Linked DNA regions of Sus scrofa: region 2 is linked to region 1. Evidence: chromatin contacts called from public promoter capture Hi-C data. All regions are on one chromosome and are shown on one strand. The core of a region is the stretch at or near the end of the contact, and the rest is flanking DNA. Distances in the headings are between cores, read along the strand shown. Region 1 holds the start of IRAK1 (interleukin-1 receptor-associated kinase 1). Region 2 holds the start of TAZ (tafazzin).

Evidence for each region. Promoter capture Hi-C pulls out the DNA fragments that hold promoters and counts their contacts.
Region 2: a contact with region 1 is called in a promoter capture Hi-C map of fetal liver, with 2.7 times the contacts expected there. The contact joins the promoter of TAZ here to the promoter of IRAK1 in region 1. A contact is called at or near these places in 1 of 5 promoter capture datasets (fetal liver) and 1 of 2 datasets of contacts at active chromatin or transcription factors (alveolar macrophages).

Annotation. Positions count from the first base shown.
Region 1 is chrX:124,723,589-124,726,302 of Sscrofa11.1, forward strand. It overlaps IRAK1 (interleukin-1 receptor-associated kinase 1), which reads right to left and starts at 1,267. Exons shown (of 15, transcript XM_003135490.4): 1 at 1,047-1,267; 2 at 792-959; 3 at 528-659; 4 at 303-406; 5 at 1-131. The coding sequence starts at 1,182. It overlaps LOC106507059 (a long non-coding RNA gene), which reads left to right and starts at 1,464. Exons shown (of 2, transcript XR_001302752.2): 1 at 1,464-1,705; 2 at 2,268-2,714.
Region 2 is chrX:124,938,677-124,941,376 of Sscrofa11.1, forward strand. TAZ (tafazzin) reads left to right here and starts at 1,360. Exons shown (of 10, transcript XM_021080761.1): 1 at 1,360-1,817; 2 at 1,990-2,118. The coding sequence starts at 1,709.

The sequences.
Region 1 (2,714 bases), core at 17-2,516:
CACCCGAAGCCGCCCTCCCCGATCTTCAGCGCGTCTGAGAAGTCCTGGGTGCCCTGGCGGATCTCGTGGAGGGGCCAGCAGAACGAAGAGGGGGCCCCCGGCAAGAGGGACCCTGAGCTTTCTGGGCTTGGCTGTGGGCAGAGACCCCGGATCAGGGGAGGCCTGTCTCCTCCCCTCTGCCCAGGCCACAAGCTCCTTCAACTCCCAGCGCCCCTGCTGGGCTGGCTGGGGCTCCCCAGTGTAGCGAAGGCTGGGTTTCTTCGGGCTTGTCTCAGACCCGCGGGCCCGCAGGACCCACCTACCTGGGTAGAGAGAGGGGCTGCAGATAGCGCTGGGGGCTGGAGGGCGGCAGGGCTTGTGTGAGGGCCGAGCTCAGGGTCAGAATGAGTCTGGGAGCCTGGAAAAGCTGCATAAAGACACCAGTGACAGGGAGACGGCGACCGGCCGCAGGATTCACTGCCATGGCCAGGGTCAAGGGGGTCCTTTTCTCAGGTTCCTCAAGCCCACACCCGGCCGGGCTGTCTTACCTGGGGAGAGGAGGGTGGAGGCTGACGAGTGCAACTTCCGGGGGCTGGGGGCCTTGGCCTCCAAGGGTGCAGAGATGCTGTTGGGCCTGGGGGTGGTGCTGCTCGGGGGCAGAAAAGGGGCGGAAGGGTGCCCTAGGACACCGAGGAAGGAAAGGACTGTTAGGCCCAGGCGCGGGGCGGGGAGGGGGGAAGAGCTCCGTGGGACGCCCTGGGCGACCCCTAGCCCGGGGCCCGGCGTGGGGGCGAGGGCCACCGCGCGCTCACATGCTGTGATGATGTCCCGCGCGCGGAGCAGCTGCAGGTGCGTGAGAATGCGCACGAGGTCGGCCACGCGGGCGTTGCGGTTGATCCACGGCCACAGGACGCTGGCCGTGCGCTGCCCGGAGCGCTCGCACAGCCTCAGCTCGGTCTGGTCGCGCACGATCAGGGCGGCTGCGGGGCGGGGGTCGTCAGGCCTGGGCGCCGGGGCCCCGCGCGCTCCCCGCCCCGCCCCGCCCCCGCCGGCCCGCCGCCACCCACCGAACTGGCACCAGTCGGCGGGCTCCAGGGCGTCCATCACCTTGTAGAAGCGGCACATGACCCAGGGCGGCACCTCGTACAAGAAGTGCTGGGCGCCGGGGACCGCGGGGTCTCCCGGGCCTGGCCCCCCGGCCATGGCCGCTGCCGCCGCCGCCCGGCCGGGGCCTCTCGCGGCCTTTCGGGGCCGCGGCGGGCGCGGGCCTCGGCCGGCCGGGTCCGCGGACACTGACTCACTTCCCCTTTAAGCCGGCCTCGTGCGACGCCCGGCGGGGCGGAAGGGGCGGTGCCCGGGCCCGCCGCCATGTCGCCCGCCGCTGCCGCCGCCGCCGCCGCGAGCCCCGGCCACACGGGGGCGCCGCGCGCGACCGCTCGGCGGGAAGGCTGCGCAGTGGGCCCGGCGCGGGGGGGGGGGGGCGGGGGGGGGGCGGGCTCCCAAGAGGAGGGGCGGGCTCGGAGCGGCGGCGGCGCGGGGTTGTTCCGGAAAGGGCTGGCACCGGGCCGGCCGAGGGGCCCCGGGAGGCCGTCTTAAGAAGTTGGTTTTATCTAGGAGGCAGCGGAGGGTGGTCAACGGATCCGGGCAGGGCAGGGTCAGATGTGGGTCGCAGAGGCGGCCTGGCCGAGGCGGGGTGCAGAAGAACGGTCTGGAAGCTTTACAGCAGGTCAGCCCAACTCAGCATTTCCAGCCACCTCCTGGGCGCGGGAGCCCATCTTTCCCGCTCTTTGCAGCACCTGCCGTATCTCTTTCTTTGTTGGCTCCTCCGCCACTGGCACATGAAACGTGTTTACATCTCTTGAAAAGAGGCCTTCGGTTCCTGCTGTCGCTCCTCCCTCTTGTCACCCTCCTGGCTCAGCTGGCGGTCCCCCCCTCCTTTCTGAAGCGCTCATCGGGCACCGAGCTCCCAGGGCTGGCCGCACACTGGTCGCACTCTGCTGGGCAGCCATTGGTGTCCTTGGGGTCTCAGGCGCTTGGCGCGGCAGCAGCTGCTATTTCCCTGTCACCTCCCTGAGCTTTCCTGGAGTCCATCTCTTGCCCACAGGCCCACTGCCCCCAGTGCTACCTCTTAGTGCCGGGTCGTCTTCCTTAGGCACAACTCAAGCCACCTCACTTGCCTGCTTCGGGCCTTCCCGGGGTTCCCCGAAGCCCTCCGCTGGGGTCCCAGCTCTTCCGCCCTGCCCCCACTGCTGTCGTCACCCAGCCCCTTCCTGTCCACCTCTGTCTAGCGCTCGGCACACAGCAGCAGCCTGCAGCCATCCAGAGCTCCTTAGGGTTCCAAGAATGCGACCTGCCCTGCAGCGACCTGCCCTGCAGCTGCGTGGCCCGCACCGGACCAGCTGGAGCTCAGACAGCCCCCCGGGCGGAAGCTCGGCGGAGAGCTCCCTGGGCCCCTCAGGCGAGCCTCCCACAGCCCCTGCTTGGCCGGCACCTCTGACGCGTCCTTCTTCAGCCTCTCCACTTGGCTGCCTCCCCCACCAGATGGCAAAGACCCCCCCCCAAAGCAGCCAGGGTGACTTCGCCTTTTGTTTCTCCAGCTGCTTGCCCGCTTCAAAGGCAACAGGTCTTTGCTGACCCCCAAGGGCTGCTCACCCCTCCGCCCCACGCCAGGCGGCGTTCCCAGAAAACAGGTCTGCCCAAGACGGGCCTCTCCCCGAACGATGCGGCCACCTCCA
Region 2 (2,700 bases), core at 110-2,609, 220 kb after region 1:
CTGCGGTGTAGGTCGCAGATGCGGCTCGGATCTGGGGTTGCGGTGGCTCTGGCGTGGGCCGGCAGCAAAAGCTCCGATTCGACCCCTCGCCTGGGAACCTCCATATGCTGCAGGTGTGGCGGTAAAAAGACAAAAGACTAAAATACAATAAAATAAAATAAATAAAAAACAGACTGCTTAACGAGTACAGGCCTTTCTTTTTGGGGTGATGAACATGTTTGGAACTAGTTGGAGGTGGTGGTTGACAACACTACAGATGTACTAAATGATATAAAATACTATTATATATATAAATTTCTTTCTTTTTTTTTTTGTCTTTTGTTGTTGTTGCTATTTCTTGGGCCTCTCCCGCGGCATATGGAGGTTCCCAGGCTAGGGGTCCAATCGGAGCTGTAGCCACCGGCCTACGCCAGAGCCACAGCAACGCGGGATCCGAGCCTCGTCTGCAACCTACACCACAGCTCACGGCAACGCCGGATCGTTAACCCACTGAGCAAGGGCAGGGACCGAACCCGCAACCTCGTGGTTCCTCGTCGGATTCGTTAACCACTGCGCCACGACGGGAACTCCCTATATATATAAATTTCTTATTGCATGTTACATGCTGCGATATATTACATATTACATCATGTAGTAAATTATATTACATACATATATAGTACAATTCTGTAATATTGTTAATTATATAAAACTGTATGTAGGTGAGTATGTAAAATTATGTAATGTAATATATACAATATATAACATAACATTACATATGTTACAGAATATAAAATGCGGAGCTCCTGTTGTGGCTCAGGGGTAAGACCAACTAGTATCCATAGGGCCGCATGTTCCATTCTGGGTGCCGCTCAGTGGGTTAAGATCCGGCGGCGTTGCTGTGAGCTGCGGTGCAGGTTGCAGATGCAGCCAGTTGGGATCCCTCCATGCTGTGGCGGTCGTCTTGGCCAGCGGCTACAGCTCTGATTCGACCCCCAGCTTGGGAACTTCCACGTGCTCCCGGTGCAGCCCTAAAAAAAAAAAAAAAAAAAAAAAAAGACTATACACACACACACACACACACAATATTAGAAATACTTTAAAATGGTTAATTCCATCTTACATGAAATTAATGAAAACAAAGGTGGACAAAAACTAAAGTAAAAGTACTCTGCCAGCCCCGACCTTGAGCACAGCCCTCGCTGCCCACGCACGGGTACTTTACCTAAGATAAGGTAAAGCGCCAAAAGCCCTGCGCCGCGGGCTGGCGGCTTCGAACCCAGGTGGAGCTGGAGCTGGGCGGGGCCGGGGCGGGGCCACAAGGCCCTCGGGTCCGCCCCCGCTGCCGTCAAGCGGCCCGAGCGAGTTTTGCGACAGAGAGAGTACAGCTCGGCGGCGTCGCAGACTCGCTTTCCGGCGGGTGCGCGGGGCTCGGCGGCCTCCGCGGTCCGCGCGAGCGCTCCCGCCCGCTCCCTGTCTCCCGGTTCCGGGGCGGCTAGTCTGTGGCGAGAGAGTGGGGCCGGGCCCGCTTCTGGCCTGACCCAGGAGGTGACCTTGGTTGAGTCGCCTGTAGCGCCGAGCCGTGGCGCCCGTCTGTGGCGCGGGCCTGTCAGGGACCCGGCTCCCGAGCGGTTGAGGACACAGACCTCGAGCGGCCCCACGGGCTGCCCCGTGGCAGGGGGAGCGCCGGGCCTCTGGCGGGGGTGCTGGGAAATTCGGCCGGGGGGAGATGCCCCTCCATGTGAAATGGCCGTTCCCTGCGGTGCCGCCGCTCACCTGGACCCTGGCCAGCAGCGTCGTCATGGGCCTGGTGGGCACCTACAGCTGCTTCTGGACCAGTGAGTGGACCCAAAGCTGAGGCGGCAGGGTCGGTCACAGGTCTCCACGCCCAACGAGAATTGGGGTTCGGGGTTGGGGGCACTGGCGGGTGTGAGCTTGGCTGGGGTGGAGCCCTGGGCGCCCGGGAAGGGAGGCCAAGACCCCCACTCCCTTTCTCCCCCCCGCCCCCAGAGTACATGAACCACCTCACGGTCCACAACAAGGAGGTGCTGTACGACCTCATCGAAAACCGAGGCCCAGCCACACCCCTCATCACGGTCTCCAATCACCAGTCCTGCATGGATGACCCTCATCTCTGGGGTACACGGACCAGTGTGCTGGGCACGGGGAGGCAAGGAGAGAACCTGGGACAGGGCCGAACAGAAGCAGAACCAACCCGCTTCTCAATGGGCTCACCTGTTTCTGCCATGTCCTGCCCCAGGGGTGAAAGGTTGACTTGTGGCCCCTTTAGCATCTTCCTAGGGAGTGTGATTTGGAGAGAGCCTCAGAAATTTGGAGGGAATGAGGAAGTGTGGAAGTGACTGCAGAACAAGGTTTGCCAGCGCCTTTGCTCTGATGAATCAAGCCTGTGGAACCTTCCATTCTCTAAACGGTTGAGGGTTCCAAAGAGCCTGGGGGACAAATCTGAGGACCCCAGGGTGTCCCGTCAAGGAAGCGGTGGGCTAGGAGCTGGAAAACCTGTGTCCTGGTTCCAGGTTTGCCCCGGCTGGGTTTGTAACCTTCAGCCAGGCTCATGTGGGAGCCCAGTTCCCCACCTAGAAGTTCCTGTTCTGCCGACCTCACGGGGAGTTGCTTAGCTCCAGTAACCTAGATGGCTGGGTACAGGGTGCCCAGGGCTCCCACTGCTGAACTCTGGAGGTTAGACTGGGAGGGAGAGCTCAG